Regions from separate parts of the Sus scrofa genome. Here regions 2 and 3 are each linked to region 1. The links are chromatin contacts, called in public Hi-C and HiChIP or PLAC-seq maps. All regions are on one chromosome and are shown on one strand. The core of a region is the stretch at or near the end of the contact, and the rest is flanking DNA. Distances in the headings are between cores, read along the strand shown.

Region 1 (3,943 bases), core at 222-2,721:
TCTGATGAACTCTCCCAACGGCTTAGCCCAGGGCTTGGGAAGGGCAGGAGGCCTCCTCACAGCTGTAAGTCTTTAGTAAACGCTGGCTTGTTAGTGACACCTTTCTGAAATAAATCCCTGTTCTCAAATATATCCCTAGTCAACCCCCCAGGCACCATCAGAGACTGACTGAGCAGCCCACAGCTTTCCTCTTCCAGGCATTTAGCCCACCCTAGCCAGAGACTGAAGACATGTTTCCCTTTCTTTCTCCTTTTTTTTTTTTTTTTTTTTTTTGTTCCTTTCAGGGCTGCACTAGCAGCCTATGGAGGATCCCAGGCTACAGGTTGAATCGGAGCTGTAGCCACTGGCCTACACCACAGCCACAGCAAAGTTAGATCTGAGCTGAGTCTGTGCCCTACACCACAGCTCATGGTGATGCCGGATCTTTAACCCACTGAGCAAGGCCAGGGATTGAACCCGCAACCTCATGGATGCTAGTCAGATTTGCTTCTGCTGACCCACCACAGGCACTCCTCCCTTTCTTCTTAAAGTTAATCCCAGCATATGTGGAGGGTAGACCAGCAACCCCAATGCAACAAGTCCTTGTCTCCTTTCTTCCAGTCAACCCTGGAAGACCTCATGTAAATGAAGATACTAGAAAACCCAGGACTTCCAGAATTCCCACAGACTCCATGTGATTTTAAAAAAGAAGTGATGTTTGTGGGGGGTTTTCTTATCGCAAATACCTACCCAATGTGGAAAAATGGAGGAAAAGCAGGAATGCAAGGAGAAAAAAAAAAAAAAAATCCTGAGCTGTAACCTCCCCGCCGGGCCAGGTCCTTGAGCAGCCCAGACCCAGGAGGCCCCCCTTTGGGCATGCCCTCGTGCCAGGAGCAGCGACGGCGAGGCCGCCAGGGGGCAGGCGTGTGCCGCGGACCCAGGCGAGGCGGTCTCCAGCCAGCGGTCCTGGTGGGCGGGGAAGGGTCGTTGCCTAGGTTGCATCCTCTTGCACCGGCTGGAGAGGGGGCAGCGGGTCGTCCTGCTGAGGGCGGAAGGAAGCCCCCAAGCTGGGGCTCACCCGTGCACTGCCGCCCACTCATTTTATCTCCAGCCACCGGGAACCTTGGCGCTGCTTTCCTGTTTTACTGATGAGGAAGGTGAGGCCGGGAGAGTGGAGAGTAGGCAGTTGCCCAAGGGGACACAGGTCACGAAGCATCTAGGACGAAACCCAGATGTCCCGACTAGTCATTCCCAGCTCACACATGTGCGGGCAAGTACAGGCCGGCCTGGGGCCATGGGGGGCGAGGGTGGGAAGCCCTCTGTTCCTCCTTAGCTCCTGGGGGTTTCCTCGTGGGGCCCTTGCTGGCGCCAGGAGGCGGGTTGGCCGTGGCCCGCCCCTCCCCCGCTCCCCTTCCCCCGGAGGGGTTGGTGCGCACAGCCTGAGCCCTGTTTCTGTAAGTGCCTTGGAAAGGGGCGGCCCTCTGCCCTCTGCGGACTCGCTCGGCTGGAGGCTGCGGGTTGGGGCGAGAGTGGGTGAGGAGGGAGGAGGAGCAGCCAACAAGCAGGGGCCTGTTTCCTGCTTGGCCTGACCCCAGCCGTCCCCGGGGAGGCCCCAGCAAACTGAGCAAGGTCATCCGGGGCGAAATTCCAGCCTGAGCCCTGAGCAGTAACTTCGTTTTCCAGATAAGGCTCAAAAAGGGGACACGGAGTGTCCTCCCCACACCCCCTCTCTGTCAGCACCTCTGCTCTTGTGAAGCCTCCGCTGCAGACAGACAGCCTGGAGAAGAGACAAAGATAGACCCTGGGACAGATAAGGAGACAGGCATAGATGGGGCAAGAAACACCGAAGGGGAGATGGGGGCGGGGACGGGGCGGGCGGGGACGGGGCAGGGCAGCAGACCGGGCTGGAGCCCAGGAGGTCAGCAGAGGTTCCCGGTTGTGCTTGCTGAGGCTACGGGCTGGGCTCACATGTTGGAGAACGAGGCAATCATGGTGGAAACAGAAGGGTTTTTGTGCGGTAGGAAAATGGGTGGGACTGGCAGCCTTGCCGCGCTGGGTACAAGGCTTGTACCCAATGTGTGCCAACCTGGGACTGGTGGAGATGACAGAGGAGTCAATATGAGGCGCGACCTCCCAGCCTCCAGGAAACCAGGCCAGAGGGGTTGAGATTGGGGAAGGGGAGGGGGAGGCCCTACTTGCAGTGGAGGTGCAGGCGGGGCGGGGGGAGCGGCAGGGGCAGACAGGGCTGCAATCAGGCTGCTGAGTCTCCTGCTCAGGACCTCTTCCCCACACACTCTGTAGAATATTTGCACCCAACACTGGCTGTTTGGCTTGGCAAGTGAGCAAGGCTATAAAGTCACAGCTGGCCTGCGGGCGCCCAGTCACCAGATGCAGCTGAGTCAGTCCCAACCACTTCCCCCACCCCCTGGGGGCAAGCGCCACTGCTGGTGCCTGCACACAGGCACATCCACACAGGTACGCACCGACGCCGTGTGGCTGAGTCACAGCTGCCTCCTCAGAGAGCACGTGCCTGCTCGCACACAGGTACCCACAGACCCACACGCACCTAATCCTGAGTCACCAGCACCATTGGACCGAGAGCGAGGGCCCCCCAGAGTATGTTCTGCCTTTCCTACTTAGACACGGATATCATACAAGCACGTGGACGTGCCCCCCCCCCATATGTCGGGGGTGGAGGTGTCAATCCAGTTGTTTTGAAGACTAGAGCAATGAGTGACCAAATTCATGAATGAGCAAACAAGTGAAAATATGAGTGACACCCACCCTGCTTGGAGACTCGGTAAAATTGGTTGGGGCAGCAGCATTGCAGGGTGGGTCCCAAGTCTGTGTCTGCAGGGAGTTGTCTTGCTCCAAATATAGCCTCCGTGGGCGGGCAGGGAGCCAGGGCTGCCTCCCAGACCGTGACTTCACTGGGCCCAGGGCCCAGCCTCGGAGGAGCTGGAGAAAATTAACAGAAGAGGCCCCAGCTTTCCGCAGCCAGGGCTGAAGTGTGAGGCGAGAGCTGGTGGGTGGCTCTGTTCTCTGGAAATGTCCAAGGCTTGAGCTGTGGGACAAGGGGGCTCTCAGATGGGCCTGGAAGGGATGGATTCTGGGTTGGACCCACAGGAACTACCTGTCTGGGACATCGTGGAAAAAATATGCAGGAGGCGCAGCCCCACTTTGGAACAGGGACGAGCACAATGCCTGGGACCAGCTGGTTGGTGCCAAACCAAGGCTGGGGACAGGTCCCCCACCTGGGCAGGCCTGTGTGCAGGGCCGTTCCTCATCTCCAACTTGACTCATCCTTTTCTCTGGCTGCTCTGGTACCCTGTTCATCATCTAGAATATTGCAATATCACCCCAACTGGTGGTCTTTCTGCCTCTAGACTCCCCCCTGTAGTCCATCCTGTTCACGGCCACCAACATTATTTTTCTAAAGGACAGATCTGGTTCTATAACTTTTCTGCTCAAAAGGCTGCCGTAACTCCCCTCTATTTAGCAATAGAGTTGGATCGTCTGAGCCTGGGGCTCAAGACTTTTTTTTTTTTTTTTTTTTCTTCTTTTTAGGGCTGCACCTGTGGCATATGGAAGTTCCCAGGCTAGGGGTCAAATCAAAGCTGCAGTTTCGGGCCTACACCACAGCCACAGCCATGTGGGATCTGAGCCACATCTGTGACCTACACCACTGCTCAGGGCTACACCAGCTCCCAGACCCACGGAACAAGGCCGGGGATTGAACCCACATCCTCATGAATACTAGTCGGATTTGTTTCCACCGTACCACAACAGGAACTCCCTGCTCCAGACCTTTTAAAACCAGCCTCCATGCCACCAAGTATGTTTTGAAAGGCTGGGGTGTGGAGGGATAGTTCAGTCATGTGCTGACAGGTAGATTCATGAACTACCTGTCCACTAGGCTGATGGATGCTTGTAGGGTTGTAGGGGCCCATGGGCTGATTTGTAG
Region 2 (3,773 bases), core at 150-2,649, 400 kb after region 1:
TCCAGCAAAACTACCTTTCAGGAATGAAGGGGAAATTCAGACATTCTCAGATGAAGAAAAGCTAAAAGAAACTGTCACTAGAAGACCTATCCTTAGAGATGGGCTAAAGGAAATTGTTCAAACAGAAAGGAAATGATAAAGGAAGCAATACTGGAGCATCACAAAGGAAAAACAATGGACAGAACAAAAATATTAGTACAGACAATAAATTATAATTTGATGATTAAACAAAAAGCACAATTCAATGTTTAAATACCTTCTACAATATCCCCAGTTTTTCATCCTCATCCTTAACACCTCTAAGTAAAGATGAAATTACTACTTCCCAGATTATTAGATAGCTCTTTCATACGTTGAAATATTTTTTCAGAATCCAAGTCTCCCTAGGACAAAAGTTTTGTTTTTGCTCAGGTCATCACTCTCAAATCAGATCCAAATGATATTTACTGTGCAGTTGCTATACATAAGGGAATTAAACCTAACAAGCTATAAAATAAAACTATTAATCTCCATTTTACACATAAAGAAATAAACTTACATACCAGGTAATGTTCTCACATTGTTCCAGTATTCAACCAATGGCTGGTGTCCTGGTGTCAACTGGCTCTTCTCTTTCTAGGGCAATATTCTCCATCCTCTATCCTTAGTCCAACAACTTTGGTTCACTTAAAACTTCTCTATCTTTAAGTTTACTGCTTGCCTGACTTGTAACCCTTTGCTGTACTGTGGCAGGGCAGATGGATAGGAACCACCAGAATTATCTCCTCTTTCAACACAGAACTTAATCTGGGTGTGACACTATAGGTAAGTCTAGTTCTAGGGCCCTGACTTGCTCTAGTTCCTCCTATTCTATTGAAAGAAACTAGACCATCTCAGGGAAAGCCCACAGAGTCAATAATTAACATCTGCTATACTCAATGTAACAAGCTAAAAATAAGCTCAACCTTCTTCAAAAAGTAAACACTTCAACTACTTAAAGACAACTACTATGTCTTCTCAAAGGTAAATATGATTCCCATTTCCCTTCCTATCTTGGTCACTCTTTCAAGAGTCCTTCTATTTCTCAATAGACTACTACACTAAACGCATCAACAGTAACTATGAATAAACAGAAATAATCCAAGATATAAATATCAGCACACAGTGAATATCTTCAAACTAATCTAAGCAAGTCCTCACAGACATATGCATACACCACTGAGCCTTGTTTTAAAGAAGAACACTATACTGATAATCAAGAGATCTCAGGCCTGTCTTAGCTCTATCTCTAACTAGTAACCTTAAGCAAATCCTCTAACTTCTCTGAATCTCAGTCTCTTACCTATAAAGTGATCTTAGGTCTCTTCCGGCTCTAAAATTCTATGCATGATGAACATCAGAAAATGTGAAATACATACATCTACCACTAGAGGGAACAAAACTATGGTTGTCAACCTAAAGAGTAGACAAAAATCTCCAGATAGATTACCTTGCTAGGAAAACCATACTCATTTAAACTGTATGAATTTAAACTAAGCCTCAATAACTTGTCTGCTGGCAAAGAACTCCACGTTACTGACTAAATATCGTTATTTTGTATGATGTAGAATAAAAGATCTCTTTCTAGACTGGTTAAAGTTATCTTAGACGAAAATGAGTATCACAAAAACATGCCTATTATGTAATACTGAGAAATCAGCAACCTTACAAACAAAACAGGGGTAGAAATAGAAGCACAGAAAGAACACGGGTGAAGGGAAAGGAGAAAAGGAGGAATAAAAAAGAAGCAGCAAGGAATTTCTGCAACATAATAGTATATCTATGCCTTTTAAAGTATTATAGAAATGTATTACCATGATACCACAGAATATTTAGCCCCTGTTGATAATACAGCAGAAAAAAAATTACCACATAAAAATTTTAGGCAACTTTCTTAGAAAACATTCAAAAACACCAATATGTTGGTAGCATTCAGAATGCATCAATCCTCTTAGAATAAAACGAAAATTACACATTTAAAACACAATTCTCTACTATGACTTGCTGTATCACTTGCACTATGTTTTTTAAGTTTCCCTCCAACTGAAGATAAGATTATTACGTGATAGGTACTTAGTTTTAGCATAGGAATTTTAAAATATAACACCTTTGAACTAGGGAGAGAAGTTATTGATTGAACAACAGCAAAGGTCATCATGTTCATCTTCCTCAAACAAGAAAGATTCCTGTTTGTTGCACAATGCAACCAGGCATGATACACCTGAACTTCTCATTAAAACTCATTCAACACGTCTCTATCTATGGGTTTCCTAACTCTAACTCAATAAAGGAAAAGGCAGGAAATCTCTGAGTTTGAAAGAATATCAACCCGTGCCTTGTGTTTTATTAGTACCACACTCTAACCAACTGAGCTAACCGGCCTTTGCCGAACCTGTGCCTTGCGCTTTAAAGGAATACAGATGCTCAATTTCTTCTTCCCAAATATAGTTTAAATACGCCCTCTACCTACAACGTTTTCCTTTTCTCTTTCTTTCACATCTCTAACTCAAAGTTCACCTTGGAGCAGAACCACCAGCACAGATAATCCAAGCCTTATGTTTTCTTCTCAGTTCTTCTCAAAATCAAACTTCCTATCCTACTAAAAGTAAACAAGTTATAAGGCCAGTTGTTTTCCCTGAGGTTTCACTCTTTAAAAACAAAATTGCCTTCTTCTCCCCATAAAACAGTATTTCACAAGCTCCCAATGCCATCTACACCCCTACTGGGCACTTCCACAAATGGTAAATTATTCATGACCAAAATGGGATATTCCATTATTTCTACAAAACCCGTATCTTCTCCTCCATTCGCTGTCATAGAGAGTGGTACCTTATCTATCTGGGTATTCAGTGTCTCCGTCACAAGTTCAGAAGCATATGACAGGAAACCTACAATATTAGCAGCTTACAAGGGAGAAGTTTGTTTCATTTCATATAAAAGAAGTCTAGAAGTGGGAGTCCAGGACAAATGACAGATCTATGGTCTTGGGAATCCAGTTTCTACAGTTTCACTGACCCACTATCTACAGGGTTTGGCCCTCATTCTCATGGTTTAGCGCTAGAGCTCCAAACAACATGTCCATGTTTCAAGTAAAAATTGAGAAGGGCATAGATTATTAGGGAGAATCTCTGGAAGAACAATTTCACATAAACATCACTAGCCAAAGCCTAGTCACACAGCCATGCCTAATTGAAAGGTGGAGTCTTAGTTAAGTGACAACTGTTCTGCCAAACACACACACACACACACACACACACACACACACACGAGCTTTGTTTCTAAAGGAGGGGAAACTAGATATAAGACGGTAACTGGCAATTTCTATCAGAGTCTGACCATTAGTCTGACAAATGTCAACACACTGTACAAAGCCCCACGTTAACTAGGAACATAAGGAACGGTCCAGGAAGGAAGCCATGGGTGTGAAGTTGTGAGAGAGAGAGCCATAGAGAAAGAGCTTTCTGCCTATGCAACATACATGTGCTTTCAGTACCTGCTTTGTGCCCAATGGCTATTTGATGATGGAACTGCTGCTTACTAGGCATTATCTGTGTAGGAAGTTCATATCACTGGTATCCAGTATTTGGGCATTTGTTCTCTATTAGATATAATAGACCTAAAGCATCTTTCAAAAGTAAAATATTTGCAGAGTTCCCACTGTGGTGCAGCAGAAACCAATCCGACTAGGAACTATGAGGTTTTGGGTTCAATCCCTGGCCTCTCTCAGTGAGTTAAGATCTGGTGTTGCCATGAGC
Region 3 (3,940 bases), core at 1,134-3,633, 490 kb after region 1:
GTGGCTACAGTTCCCATTCAACCCCTAGCCTGGGAATCTCCATATGCCGAAGGTGCAGCCCTAGAAAAGACGAAAAAAAAAAAAAAAAAAAAGACAAAAAAAATGAAATAAAATAAAAGAATGTTAAGTATATTTTACTTAGCATTTCTAGAAGTTTTATAGTAGTTGAACTTTCAGCTTATCTAGTCTGCCATTATCACCAGAAATAGGAGTCTGTATCAATGATTCTCTTTATTACTTTAACTTGCAATATTTCTTTGATCAATAGTAGATAAAATATTTTTGGTATCTTTATGACAATTTATATGTCCTCACATATATTGTTCTATTGCTGTCATTGTTGATCCTTTTATTTTATGAGAGCTTTTGTCTTTTTTCTACTGATTTGAGATTGTACGTAATAATTGAGCATATTAAAGTTTTGCTACATACATACATTTTTTCCCTTTTGGTGGAGTGTGGTTTGTTTTTTGCCCTATAAAATTTTAGATATTTATATAATTGAAGATACCAGTCTTTCCTTTTATAATTTCTGCCTTTGATGGCTCGCTTAGGAAGTCCTTCTCTGTCTCAATATTTTAGGATGTTCATCGATTTGTCTAATACTTTCTAATTTCACTTGGTACTTTTAACATTTTGATGCAACTGGAATTTATTTTGGTGTATGACATGAGGTAGGGATCTTATTTTTTTTCTCTCAAATGGTTAGCAGTTGTCTAACACATATTATAAGTAATTCACTTTTTCTGCAGGATTTGAGAGGTTTTCTTCATCATTTACTACAAGTTTTCAAGCTGTGTCCTCTAGAGCCACAGGGTTTCCCTGAGTTACTTCTGCAGATTCCTAGGAGGAAGTAAAAGAGCTAGATTCTTTCTCTAGCTTCAAGTGGAGTAGTTCTACTCTTTTTTTGTTTTATGCGTTGATGTTCCATGTCAGAGTTTATCTAAAAAAGAATTCATCCGCCTGCGAATCAGTAATAAAATAAATTCTCACTTTTTTTTTTCTTTTTTGACCCCCCCCCCCAACTCCTGCCCTAGCATATGGAATTCCTAGGCCTGGATCATAAGCAAGCCACAGTTATATCCTATACCGCATCTGTGGCACCGTGGCTGTGGATTGAACCTGCATCCCAGTGCTCCAGAGACACTGCTCATTCTGTTGCACCACAGTGGGAACACCGAGAATAAACTCTTAAAACACTAAATAGTTGAATCTATTTCTGGCCCTTTTATTCGTTTCCACTGTCAGCCTGTCTTTTCCTGTACCAGTTTAACAATTTAAAAAATTATAGGAGTTCCTTTGTGGCTCAGCAGCTTAAGGACCTGGAGTTGTGACTGCTGTGGCTCTGGTTACAGCTATGGCATGGGTTCAGTCCCTGGCCTGGGAACTTCCACCTGCCATGGATGCAGCCAAAAACTTACTATTATTATTATTTTTTGTCTTTTCTAGGGCCGCACCCGCAGGGCATATGGAGGGTCCCAGGCTAGGGGTCTAATCAGAGCTGTGGCCCGGCCTACACCACAGTTCACAGCAATGCCAGATCCTTAACCCACTGAGCAAGGCCAGGGATCGAACCCGCAACATCATGGTTCCTAGTCGGATTCATTAACCAGTGAGCCATGACAGAACTCTGTGCCGCCAAAAACTTATTATAAACTTTTCAAATTTACACAAAAATAGAAATAATAATGTAGTGAACTCCCATATACCTATTATTAAAATCCAATAATTAAATAAGTCCAATAAAATATAAATATAAACATAATATAAATATATATTAAATACATATTAAATATAAATATAATTTAAATATAAAATATAAAATAATCCAATAAATTAAATAATAAAAATCCCACTTAATTCACCTATCCCTTTTTCTTTTCTATTTTGTTTCTTGCCAGAGTATTTGGCTTTTCCTTCCTTCCTTCCTTCATTTCAGTTCTCTTCTCTTCGCCTTTCCTCAGGCATCATATTATTTCATTTCACCCCACACAATTCAGTATGCATCTGTTAAAAAAAAAGCAATGAAAAAGAAGAATGCTTTCTTACGTAACCAAATGCTATTGTTACACTTAACGTTAACAATAATTTTGTGGTATCATCTCATACCCAGTCCATAATCAAATTTGCCTTACTGTCTCAAAAGTGCCTTCCAACAGTGGTTCGTTCCAAACAAACTCCAAACAAAATTGTTGTATCTCTAAGGTTTCTTTTAATCTGGAGCAATCCGCCTTCTTTTTGTTTTCCAGTGCCATGGACTTGTTGAAGAAAACAAGGTTTTAACAATTGTCATGTAGAACTTTTATTATCAAGATAGATCTTGACTCTCCACTTCACCCTGCCTGTGTAGACACAGCCAGAACACCATGGCCTGCTTACTTGTCAGGGTTGGGTGGGGGTGGGGGACTGGGTGACCAGTCTCAGTATTTCTTACACAGAGAGAGTATCATGGGAGGTTAATCTTTGTGCTTTTCTTTGTTACACTTTTTCCACTTGACCTTTCCCCTAGTAAGTCAGAAGCATTGCCTCAAGGAGAATTAGGATTGGTAAAACCGGAATGCACAGAGAAAGAGTCAGAATAAAACAGTCAATGTTCAGTTTTCTGACTTTTAAAAGAGCCTCTTGGAGCCCACATCAAAAACAATAGTTTTGAAAGCCCAAGGCCTTTATTTGCAGAGCACCGGGTTTTGTTGAGGGAAGAAAAGGCCCTTGAGAATCACAAAGGAAGGCCCGGAAGCGTGAGGGATTGGCTTTGCCCTAAAAACATTGGAAAGAGACCAGGCTGGGGGGACCTGACTAACCCCTCTCACTCTCCAGGTCCTTTGGGCAAGGGAGGATTTAGGAGGTTGGAGGGAGGCCTGAGGGAAGCTGCCGGCCAAGCGGATGCAGCAGCCGGGAGACACTGCAGATTGGCCTCAGGAAGCCTGTGGTTGGAGGCCATCTAGGCCTGGAACCCATCTGCCATTTGAGTGGGCCCCACACCCGCTGAGCCCAGGAGCTGTGTTAGCTGTTCTTCTTACTACTGTCAAGGGTCTTTCATCATCAACAGCCAGAAGGCCCAGCAGAAGTGACACCTGTCGGGAGTCATTTGTTGACCCCATCCAGATGACTCCGCATGGTGGAGGATACTAATAAGCCACCCTGACTTCTTAGATGGAAGGGCATTTTGTACTACAGGAGAGGGGGAGCTGATAGGGGAGCCGCCCACCTCTGTGTTTAGGTGGGACTGGACCCTGGGGAGATGCCCTGCAGGGCATTCAAATGGTACAGGATCTCCCAGCCCAGCTGTACTCTTGTGTTCTAGCCTAGTTTTTGGTCTCAGTTTGATGAGTTTGTTCTGCTAGTTAGAACCGTGGTCCTTAACCTTTTCTGCCTCTTAAAACCACTTGGGGGAAGCCTTTAAAAAAGTACTGACACCCGGGCCCCATCCCAAATTAATTGAACTAGATTCTCTTGTGGGTGGGGCCTAATGTCATGTGTTTGTGAGTAAAATTTTATCTTGGTGAGGCCACTTAACTTTGTTTGGCCCAGACGTTATCACACTTCAGCTATTTAAAAAATGCACCCCGGGGATCCTAACAGACTGAGACCAAGAGATAGTTTATGTTTGTATGTAGAGCTAAAGGGAAAGCTACAGGCCCAAAATGGCATCGCTTGTGCTAAAGCCCATGATTCCATCCCTATACAGAATACCTGAGCTAACTGCAGTTTTGACCTTCCCCAGAAATGCAGTCTTTATTATTATTATTATTATTATTGGTCTTTTTAGGGCCACACCCACGGCATGTAGAAGTTCCCAGACTAGGGGATGAATTGGAGCTGCAGCTGCCAGCCTATGCCACAGCCACAGCCACACCAGATCCAAGCCGCGTCTGTAACCTACACCACAGCTCACAGCAATGCCGGTAACCCAGTGAGTGAGGCCAGGGATCAAACCCAC

What was found. A called contact is a pair of places that touch in the nucleus more often than the background predicts. HiChIP or PLAC-seq counts read pairs in DNA pulled down with a chosen protein or histone mark.
Region 2: a contact with region 1 is called in an H3K27ac HiChIP or PLAC-seq map of alveolar macrophages. The contact joins two enhancer-like sites. A contact is called at or near these places in 1 of 47 Hi-C or Micro-C datasets (embryonic fibroblasts) and 2 of 2 datasets of contacts at active chromatin or transcription factors (alveolar macrophages and skeletal muscle).
Region 3: a Hi-C map of retroperitoneal adipose tissue shows a contact between it and region 1, with 2.3 times the contacts expected there. The contact joins two enhancer-like sites. A contact is called at or near these places in 16 of 47 Hi-C or Micro-C datasets (blood, brain, embryonic fibroblasts and 8 more) and 2 of 2 datasets of contacts at active chromatin or transcription factors (alveolar macrophages and skeletal muscle).

The regions. Positions count from the first base shown.
Region 1 is chr2:49,707,684-49,711,626 of Sscrofa11.1, reverse strand. No RefSeq gene overlaps it. Among named protein-coding and RNA genes, the nearest start is that of SWAP70, 96 kb to the left of the region's middle. Within about 2 kb of position 1,471, at least 47 of the 83 cell types and tissues checked have an H3K27ac peak or open chromatin away from gene starts, as enhancers often do. A contact at or near this core is called in alveolar macrophages and retroperitoneal adipose tissue, where this site is marked.
Region 2 is chr2:49,306,992-49,310,764 of Sscrofa11.1, reverse strand. The region is part of intron 1 of SBF2 (myotubularin-related protein 13); the gene reads right to left. Among named protein-coding and RNA genes, the nearest start is that of SBF2, 66 kb to the right of the region's middle. Within about 2 kb of position 1,399, at least 2 of the 83 cell types and tissues checked have an H3K27ac peak or open chromatin away from gene starts, as enhancers often do. A contact at or near this core is called in alveolar macrophages, where this site is marked.
Region 3 is chr2:49,216,119-49,220,058 of Sscrofa11.1, reverse strand. No RefSeq gene overlaps it. Among named protein-coding and RNA genes, the nearest start is that of ADM, 13 kb to the left of the region's middle. Within about 2 kb of position 2,383, at least 8 of the 83 cell types and tissues checked have an H3K27ac peak or open chromatin away from gene starts, as enhancers often do. A contact at or near this core is called in retroperitoneal adipose tissue, where this site is marked.